3 separate regions of the Mus musculus genome follow, and regions 1 and 2 are each linked to region 3. The links are chromatin contacts, called in public promoter capture Hi-C maps. All regions are on one chromosome and are shown on one strand. Each heading gives the region's core, a stretch centred on a gene start, on an enhancer-like site or on the middle of the called end of the contact. The rest is flanking DNA. Distances are from core to core; before and after follow the strand shown. Region 1 holds the start of Hsd17b14 (hydroxysteroid (17-beta) dehydrogenase 14). Region 2 holds the start of Sec1 (secretory blood group 1). Region 3 holds the start of Bcl2l12 (BCL2-like 12 (proline rich)).

Region 1 (2,944 bases), core at 31-2,530, 560 kb after region 3:
ACAGAGGCTTCCCAGTGGCACAGGCTGATGGCAGGTGAGGCGCCCAGGCTCTGAGGGAGGAAGCCTGGAAGTGTGGATGTCACGTGATTAAGTTAACACTGCTCCTTATCCCTTTAGCCTCTCCAGGCAGAAATTTGGATACCAGGGGAGACTGTCTCCAGCCAAGCCCACAGCCTCCCAGTGAAGAACTGCCCCAGGTCACCTCGTCCCCAGCTCCTCACAAGGCTACTTCTGCTACCACAGGGTTCTCATGCCAAGGCAGCCGGAGAGGCCTGGCCCCATGGGAGGCCAGGTGGGACCCTGGGAAGGCCCCTCCAGCTCTGACCCAGGAAGAGGGGGCATGGCCCTTCAGAGTCACTCTGCTGCAGTCCAGCTTTTGACTCCCATCTTTATACTGAGCCCTACAAGCTGGAAGCACAACTTTGAGGTGTGGGACCATTCAGGACCACAGGGGAGAGGTTCATTCCAGCATGTATTCTAGGAGGGCCAGGGCCGCTATGGTCAAAGATTGATTTTCCCAACACTGTCCAAAATTGGATGAAAACTTTGAACTATTAGTCAATAAATAGCTTTTATTCTCTCTGTGGTTGTGACATTGTGTTCTGACAAACAAGGGTAAGGGCCCAATCTGCAGTGGTGGCACACGCCTTTTATCCCAGCACTTGGGAGGCAGAGACAGGTGGATTTCTGAGTTTGAGGCTAGCCTGATCTACAGAGTGAGTTCCAGGACAGCCAGGGCTATACAGAGAAACCCTGTCTCGAAAAACAAACAAACAAACAAACAATATGGGTCTGAGGGAGGAGGCTGGAGCCTGAATCAAGCCAGAAGAAGTAGCCCTGGTCTTACAAGTCAAAGGAAAAAAAAAAAAAAAAGAAAAAAAGCCGGGTGTAGTGGCGCACGCCTTTAATCCCAGCCCTTGGGAGGCAAAGGCAGGCGGATTTCTGAGTTCCAGGCCAGCCTGGTCTACAAAGTGAGTTCCAAGACAGCCAGGGCTATACAGAGAAACCCTGTCTCGAAAAACCAAACCAAACCAAACCAAAACAAAACAAAAAAAACAAGTCAAAGGGAGCAAGGCTGAAGTCAGTCTGAGGAGGCAGAGCTGGGGTGAGGGTCCCTGAGTCTGAAGGAGGACTGTCAGTTTGGGTACCCTGGGACTGAAAAAGAAGGGCTAGGAAGGAGAGTCCTCAGTTCTCCCAGGTGTGCCTTCCTAGAAACACCCCCTCCCAAGGTCAGCCTTCAGTGACCCAGCCTGTATATCTGGTTCCACCCCACTGCTTCTCTGGACTGTGGAGGTGGGAAGAGGTCCAGAGGGCGTGGGATACAGCTGGGGATGGCTGCAGTAACCCGATATTCTGGGAAGGTGGTGGTGGTGACTGGAGGCAGCCGGGGCATCGGGGCTGCGATCGTGAGAGCCTTCGGTGAGTAAGGGTCTTCCCGCCTGCTGTCTGAATTGTTGTAGGAGAGAAAGGATGACTGACAGAGGTTCCCAGAGTGGGAGGAGGAGACTCAGGTTCATTTCTGTAATGATTTATTTGTTCTTAAATGATTTGTTTATTTTTATTTTCCTCTGCATTGTTGTTGAATCTGGCTGAGAGTATTAGATCCCTTGGAACTGGAGTTACAAACAGTTGTGAGCTGCCATATGGGCACTGGGAAATGAACCTGGGTCCTTTGGAATAGCAGCCAGTGCTCTTAACTGCTGAGCCATCTCTCCAGTCCCTCAGTCCATTTGGATTGTTGGGTCTTTGCTGATAGGTTGGTCATTAAAAACTCTTCCTTGGGCTGGAGAGATGGCTCAGCGGTTAAGAGCACTGACTGCTCTTCTGAAGGTCCTGAGTTCAATTCCCGGCAACCACATGATGGCTCACAACCATCTGTAATGAGATCTGGCATTTCTGGAGTGTCTGAAGACAGCTACAGTGTACTTACATATAATAAATAAATAAATCTTAAAAAAAAAAAAAAGTTCTTCCACTGGCCTGGCAGTGGTGGCATATACCTTTAATCCCAGCACTTGGGAGGCAGAGGCAGGCGAATCTCTTGAATTTTAGGCCAGCCTGATCTACAGAGTGAGCTCAGAACAGCCAGGACCATACAGAGCAACTCTGTCTCAAAAATATAAAAATAAAAAAAAAAATCTTCCCTGGATCGGTTCCTAGCTGCAAATGATAGCTTTGAGAGTATTATTGCCTATCGGTTTGGGATTTTTCTAGAATCCAGGATGGGGGCCAACAGCAGCTTAATGAAAAAGGTTATTTGTTGCAAGATTCTGCTCTTGTAAGAGGACTGAAGCCAGTCACAAGAGCCGCTGGAGTGGCAGGTGCTCTGGGTGGTGGCCAGCAGAGGGCACCAGAGATGGTGAGGAAAGTCTGCAGGGCTTGTAACCTTGTTCTCTTCTTTTGGCAGTGGACAGTGGGGCTCAAGTGGTTTTCTGTGACAAGGATGGTGAGTGATTCAGTGTTCGATTCTCCCTTGCCTCCTCCATCGAAAGGGATCCGCGCCTAGCTCTCCTCCCTTGAACCCAGCTCTGCTTCCTCGGACCCAGGAATTCAAGTCCTGGCTTTCTTCCCTCCCATCCAGGGCTCTTCCCTAGCCCTCTACCCTCAGACTCTGGTGTCCAAGCCTCAGCTCTCCTTCCTCAGACCCAAAATCTTTCTCCTGCAGAGGCTGGGGGCCGGGCTCTGGAGCAGGAACTCTCGGGCACTGTTTTTATCCCCGGTGACGTGACACAGGAAAGAGATTTGCAGGTGAGTGTTTTCTGTCCCACACCTGGTCTCCAGTCCCTCTTTCCAGCTACCCATGCCCAGGACAGCTCAGTCCCTCTGCCCTGCTCTCCCTCCCATCTTTAGGAATGAACAAAACACTTGCTTCCTGTATCAAATTTCTGACTTCCCTGCACTCAGAATCTGTTATGTGCCTCCAGGTTTAGCCCCAGTCTGGGCC
Region 2 (2,842 bases), core at 98-2,597, 700 kb after region 3:
CTTTGGACCGCCAGTTTACCCCAGAGCCTTTCTGACAAGGCCCACCTCTCTGGAGGCTCCCACTCCTGGGAACCGGCTCACTGTGTAACACTAATGCTCTGGGCTTAGCTTAACATGCTGGTGCAAGCTCAAAACCTTCAGTTCTCAGGGGGCTGAGGCAGAGGGACGCCAGTGACTTCTGGATTGGCTTAGGCTACAGAGTAAGTTCTAGACCAGCGTCGACATTTTAGTGAGACCCTGGAATCTTGAGGCTACTGTTAATAGGAACATGACTCCAAGAGTCCCAGCCAGCATTATCTGACGTCCTTAGGATGCTCTCCCTGACTGATCTCTGGTGAGCATCCCTCTGGACCTCTGCCTCCCTCATCCTTCTTAATTTACTGCAACCCTAAAAACCCTGCTTCACATACTCTTCCTGATCCCATTTCTAGGCACGCACACACACACACCCAATTTCCCACCCTCCACCCCCATGTCCTGCAACTCACATGGCCCTTACAAGCACAATCTTGGATTTCTCCCCTCCCCCACTTCACATTCCACCAGCGTCCACCATCCTAAACCACAACATAACTCCTTCCCAACTTTGATCCTGGCCTCCCTTTAAACCAGTGGTTCTCAACCTTCCAAATGTGGTTCCTCCTGTTGTGGTGACCCTTTCAACCATAAAATTATTCCCGTTGCTACTTTATATCTGTAATGTTGCTACTGTTATGAATTGCAAACGAATTGCAACGTAAATACCTTTTTCCCAATGGTCCAAGGAGACCACTGTGAAAAAGATGGGTAGTCCCTCAAGGGGGTCACGACCCGCAAGCTGAGAACCACCAATCTAGGCCCTTGCCTGACCCTTCCCACCGCCACGTGACGGTGCCATCTTCATCAGGCCTGCCCTCCTCCGGGCTAGCCTCCCACTTGCCTGAGGTGGTGTCTTCCCTCAGTTCTGCACGCCCAGGTTTCAGCGTCGTCGTCGCAGCCGTCTGAGGCGGTGGGCCCCGAGTGGTGGCGGCTGGCCGTGCACGTGCTGGCTGTGTTCAAACAGCGTGCGTGGCCCGTGCGCCGCGGTGGCCAGGAGGCCTGGGTGCCACGTGCTGACCTAATCTGCGGCTGCCTGCGCCTGCGCCCTGGCGCTGACTACCTCCTGCTGGGCCGTGCTGCGCAGACCCACGACGACGACAACTATGACCCTGCGCGCCTCATCCTGAACCGCCACGGCCTCGCGCTGCCCTGGAGACCACGATGGGCCCGGCCGCTGCGGCGACTGCAGCAGAAGGAGCGCGGAGGTGCCTGCCGAGGCCTGCTGCCACCCACACGGAGCCCTGGGCCCAGGAACTAAAGTGAGCTACTAATGTAAGGTGTGAGTCCCCAGAGCCAATCAGAAGCTTCAGTGCCCGTGACGCCACTCCGCATGTGACGTTGCCTACGTTGGGACCGGAAGTGACTGCTTGGACCTGTGAGCCTTATAGGTTATTTGTCACAATAAAGGCTCATGTCTTGTGGAATTGTGTCTACAGATCACACACACACACACCCCATCCGTGTTGGGAGAGTCTTTCCAAGGCAACCGAAAAGGCCTTGATACACCAAGCTTAAGTTCTAAATAAATTACCTGGGAGAAAGTGGCCAGTGTACTTGGAAGTGAAAGGACTCCCGTGGAGTAACTGGGTTCTAGTAAGATTTGTGTTGCTTGATGATTAGCCAAAAGACAATAGACTAGGTATGGCTGGAAAAGGCAAGAAATTTGACAAAGGTGCCCGGTAGTCTCATATCCAGAAAGTTTGGCGTTTAAGATATTTTATTATTCTGATGGGCGAGGGGGAGGCTTCGACGACTATCATCTAATCTTGAAATATAGTCTAGATAGAGCCATGGTGGCCCAGTTCTCAGCACTTAGGAGGTGGGGGATCGGAAGTCCAGGGATTATTTAACAAGTGCAGTTTGAAGCTGAAACCTATTAATCGACATTAAGGCTTTGGAACAGGCCTGGCCCAGAGCAAGCACCCTATGAGTTTCCTGTTACTATTTGAATACCCAGAGGCCTCCCTTTCTCTGTGAGCACGCTGATGGGAAGATCTTGCTAGGATACAGAGGTAGTGGGCGTTGAGGGCAGGGGGAGAGGGTTAAGGAAGTTCACAGGGGTTGTGGGAACCACCCAAGCTGCGGGAGCTCCTCCCACCCAAGAGCCTGCGTGTAGAAGATGAAAGCCCAGAGCAGAGAGCCTTATGTGTTCCTTGTGACTCAAACTTTGTTTCTAGCAGCCGAAGCAAATTGGTGTGAAATCCACATCTGTACCACTTGCCGACCAGGCCCTTCCCTTCCCTCCCCTCCCCTCCTCACCCCTCCCCTCCCCTCCCCTCCCCTCCAGATGTCAGCCCTGCCTGTCCCTGCACAGTAATAGGGGTGGCACAGGTGGCCACCAGACCTCAAAGAAGACAAATTCTGTTCACCTCACCAGCTAGACAAATGACTTCATGGTGTGTGTGGGGGGGGGGGGCAGGGGGTGGGGGTGATCTCCTGAAGTCTTTATTTGTTCATGGTGTATGTGTGGGGGTGGGCGGAATCTCCTGAAGTCTGTATTTGTTCCAGTAGGAATTTGCCCACAAGGAAGGGGCAAGAAAGGCAACTCCAGATGAAGCGAAAGGTTTCTGGAAAGATCCAGAAACAGGCTGGGCTGGAGCTCAACTTGGTAGCGTTAGCGTGCATGTGGCTCTGGGTTTGGTCCCCCACAAGCCCACTGTAAACCAGGTATAGTGGTAAATGCCTATCAGCCCAGCATTGAAGAGCTACAAAGCAGGAGGACCAGAGGTTCATTTTTAGCTACATAATGAGTTAGATATAATAA
Region 3 (2,809 bases), core at 31-2,530:
GCACTGGGACCCCTTCTCCCTTCAGAGCTGCATGCTTCCCGGGCTTTGGAGCCCCAGGGTACCTCCTATCCAAGCACAAACACTTACACTTACCCGCTAGAAAGAGGTGTGACAAAGACTTGAAATGGTTATGGCTTGTGCTGAAGCTGAACCGTGTTGACTTTATAATGGGTCCTGTCTGGATTTTTTGGAACCAAAACTCCTAGCCCTGAAAGTTTCACAAGTGACCTGAATAAATCTCTTACCAGGCTCGGAACCATAGCAGGGGCGGAGGGGAAGGAAGTGGGGCCTAGAGGACTCCGTGGGGGGAGCTCCTCTCCCCAGGGGACAAGGGAGGCATCTTCGGAGGCGGCTCAGGAAATCTGTTGTCTCCTCTTGGGCAGGACTCCTAGGGACAAGAACCTCGGAGTTATCCCGAAGGGGTCTGGGCAAGTGATCCCTTCATCCTTTCATGGAAGATCACTCTTGAAACTCAGCCCAGGCACATGGAGTTAGGTCTGATGGGAGTAGATAGGTTTGGACCACAAGACTCAGGAAGATCTTCCCATCAAAGGCTGACGCTGGGGGAGTGGAACTCACCTGGGTGGAGTTGGGACAGGGGACCCAGCGACTTCACCGCGCTTAAGGAAGGCCGTCAGAACCTTCAGTGTGTCCTCTCGGAGACCCAACTCTTCAGAGCCGGCCATGGGGGTACCTGAGGCAGAAGACAGAGGATGCACCCAAGTGCAGGGATAACTCAAACTTCTGAATCACTGAATGAAGAGGGCGCCTAACTCCAAGGAAAAGGTGGTTTTTAAGGGCCAGTGGGGCAGTTGATTCAGTTGAGGAGAAACGGTCTGAATTACTGAGTCTAAGAAAGGAGGTAAATGAGTGCTTGAACTCTTGCAGGAAGGAGCGGGAAGGGGGTTTGGAGTTCCCTCTCAGCTAGCAGCGCCAAAGAAGGCTCGAAGACCGTAGAGAATAGGGAACTACTAATCCTAGTATGCTTTGCGGCAAACGCTGGTCCGATTTCCCCACTTTTCACCGAGCAGTCTGCTGGGAGATGTAGTTCCAATTTTACCTCTGGCGTGCACCGGGAGACCCCGGGTGCTTGGAAGTCACAGCTTGGCAGGACTGGCTGTGGCCTTTCCTGCAACCCTGTCCCCTCCCTGGCACCCAGCTCACCTGGCTCGCGGTTGTGTCCCCGTCGCACTGGCGTACACGCTTTCTCACAATTTCTACAAACTTTTACTTCGGAAGTTCAACTTTCCCACGCCTGCGCACTGGGCCGACACGGCAACCGCCCCAACGTCGAAGGGGTGGAGCCTTCTTTTGCGGTCATTTGCATATGGCGTTCCCAGCATGCCTGTAGGCGGAAGGCCAAAAAAGGGCATTTGAGGGAGTTAGGCCTGCTAAGCCGAAGTGCGCTCCGGGATTTCTTGACTTTATTTCGTCAATGTTGAGAAAAACTTTTTATATCTCAAAATATCGTTAGAAAAGGAAGTCCCAGCGCTCGGAGGCTTAGCTGACAAAGAAGGGGGTTGCGTGGCTGCGAGTCTCAGAACTACTGTTTGGGAGCCCCAAAACCACTGCTGGCACCCGCGCCGCACGGGCGCCCAATTCCTCCCCTGGTAGGTAACGCGGAAGAGCCGGGAGGGTGGCGGCCTCAGGGCGCAGGATCGGGCAAACCTGTCGCTCAGAAGCTCGGCTACCGAAAAGCAGAATGGCCACGCGTTGTAGACGGAAGCCTGCAGTCTCAGCATCCAGGCTGGAGGCAGTAAAGATTGCTGTAAGTTCAAGGCCAGTGAGCTCCAGGCCAGGCTGGACGACAGAATGAGCGCCAGACCAACATGGGTTAAGCGATTTGAAGACCAGCCTGAGCTACTGAATAAGTTTGAGGGTAGCCTGGGTTACAGAGTGCATTCGAGGCCAGCCAGGGCCACAGAGTGAGTTGAAGACCAGCCTTGGCTACATAGCAAGTTCAAGGACAGCCTATGCTACATACTAAGACCCTGTCTCAAACATCCGTAAAAACAATATAGGAACAAAAAACAAAAAAACAGAAGAAGCGACAGCACCTGGGAAAAGACTCTGGAAATGAGTAAGGGTTTTCTGCAAGGGTGAGGCGGTTGTGAGAGCAGTTAGGATCCTTTAAAGACGAGGGAAAGAGGACTCCACTCTTGAAATAGGGTGCCAGCTTTGGATAATAGGAGTTTACATTTAGAAAAGGGAAGGAACCTATGGGTAGAGTTCATATAGAAGACTCTGGGGGGTAGGAGAGGCGGTCCCGTTGGATTTGGAAAGGTGGGAAGGAGTTTCCCGTTTGTACACAATGGTGAAGGAAGACCTGTGTTGTGGCGGGTCGGAGAGGTTTGAGTGCATTTGCCCCGTGACAGACAGGCTCAGGAACTGTCCTGTGGTGCGCAGGCTAGAGCATGGAAACCCCGAAACCGCGGATTTTGCCCTGGCTGGTGTCACAGCTGGACCTGGGGCAGCTGGAAGGCGTGGCCTGGCTGGACGAGAGCCGAACGAGGTTCAGGATCCCGTGGAAGCATGGCCTACGGCAGGACGCACAGATGGCTGACTTTGGCATCTTCCAGGTGCTGGGGGAAAGATTTCAGACGCATTTCTGGGTGTGGCTGGACCAGGGCAGGGGGTGGGATAGGACTGGAGGGACAGACGGGAATTGATTGGCAGATTCTAGGAACAGAATCCTGAAAGCCAGGTTGCGTTTCTTTTTTTTTTTTTTTTTTTTTTTTTTTTTAAAGATTTATTTATTATTTTATGTAAGTACACTGTAGCTGTCTTCAGACACACCAGAAGAGGGAGT

What was found. Promoter capture Hi-C pulls out the DNA fragments that hold promoters and counts their contacts. Capture Hi-C pulls out chosen DNA fragments and counts their contacts.
Region 1: a promoter capture Hi-C map of adipose tissue shows a contact between it and region 3. The contact joins the promoter of Hsd17b14 here to the promoter of Bcl2l12 in region 3. A contact is called at or near these places in 3 of 39 promoter capture datasets (hippocampal neurons, liver and pre-B cells), 1 of 484 Hi-C or Micro-C datasets (natural killer cells) and 2 of 9 other capture datasets (adipose tissue and pancreatic islet).
Region 2: a contact with region 3 is called in a promoter capture Hi-C map of liver, with 4 times the contacts expected there. The contact joins the promoter of Sec1 here to the promoter of Bcl2l12 in region 3. A contact is called at or near these places in 6 of 39 promoter capture datasets (the C10 cell line, embryonic stem cells, hippocampal neurons and 2 more), 3 of 484 Hi-C or Micro-C datasets (CD4 T cells, myocytes and regulatory T cells), 8 of 115 datasets of contacts at active chromatin or transcription factors (bone marrow-derived macrophages, embryonic forebrain, embryonic limb bud and 5 more) and 3 of 9 other capture datasets (liver, macrophages and pancreatic islet).

What each region holds. Positions count from the first base shown.
Region 1 is chr7:45,553,648-45,556,591 of GRCm38.p6, forward strand. It overlaps Hsd17b14 (hydroxysteroid (17-beta) dehydrogenase 14), which reads left to right and starts at 1,281. Exons shown (of 9, transcript NM_025330.3): 1 at 1,281-1,419; 2 at 2,408-2,446; 3 at 2,666-2,748. The coding sequence starts at 1,332. Plekha4 (pleckstrin homology domain containing, family A (phosphoinositide binding specific) member 4) reads left to right here. Exons shown (of 20, transcript NM_001381849.1): 19 at 1-34; 20 at 118-582. The coding sequence ends at 380.
Region 2 is chr7:45,693,055-45,695,896 of GRCm38.p6, forward strand. It overlaps Sec1 (secretory blood group 1), which reads right to left and starts at 1,348. Exons shown (of 4, transcript NM_001271578.1): 1 at 920-1,348. It overlaps Ntn5 (netrin 5), which reads left to right. Exons shown (of 7, transcript NM_001358870.1): 7 at 942-1,502. The coding sequence ends at 1,336.
Region 3 is chr7:44,996,299-44,999,107 of GRCm38.p6, forward strand. It overlaps Bcl2l12 (BCL2-like 12 (proline rich)), which reads right to left and starts at 1,281. Exons shown (of 7, transcript NM_029410.3): 1 at 1,165-1,281; 2 at 580-694; 3 at 246-388. The coding sequence starts at 686. It overlaps Irf3 (interferon regulatory factor 3), which reads left to right and starts at 1,350. Exons shown (of 8, transcript NM_016849.4): 1 at 1,350-1,610; 2 at 2,407-2,579. The coding sequence starts at 2,415.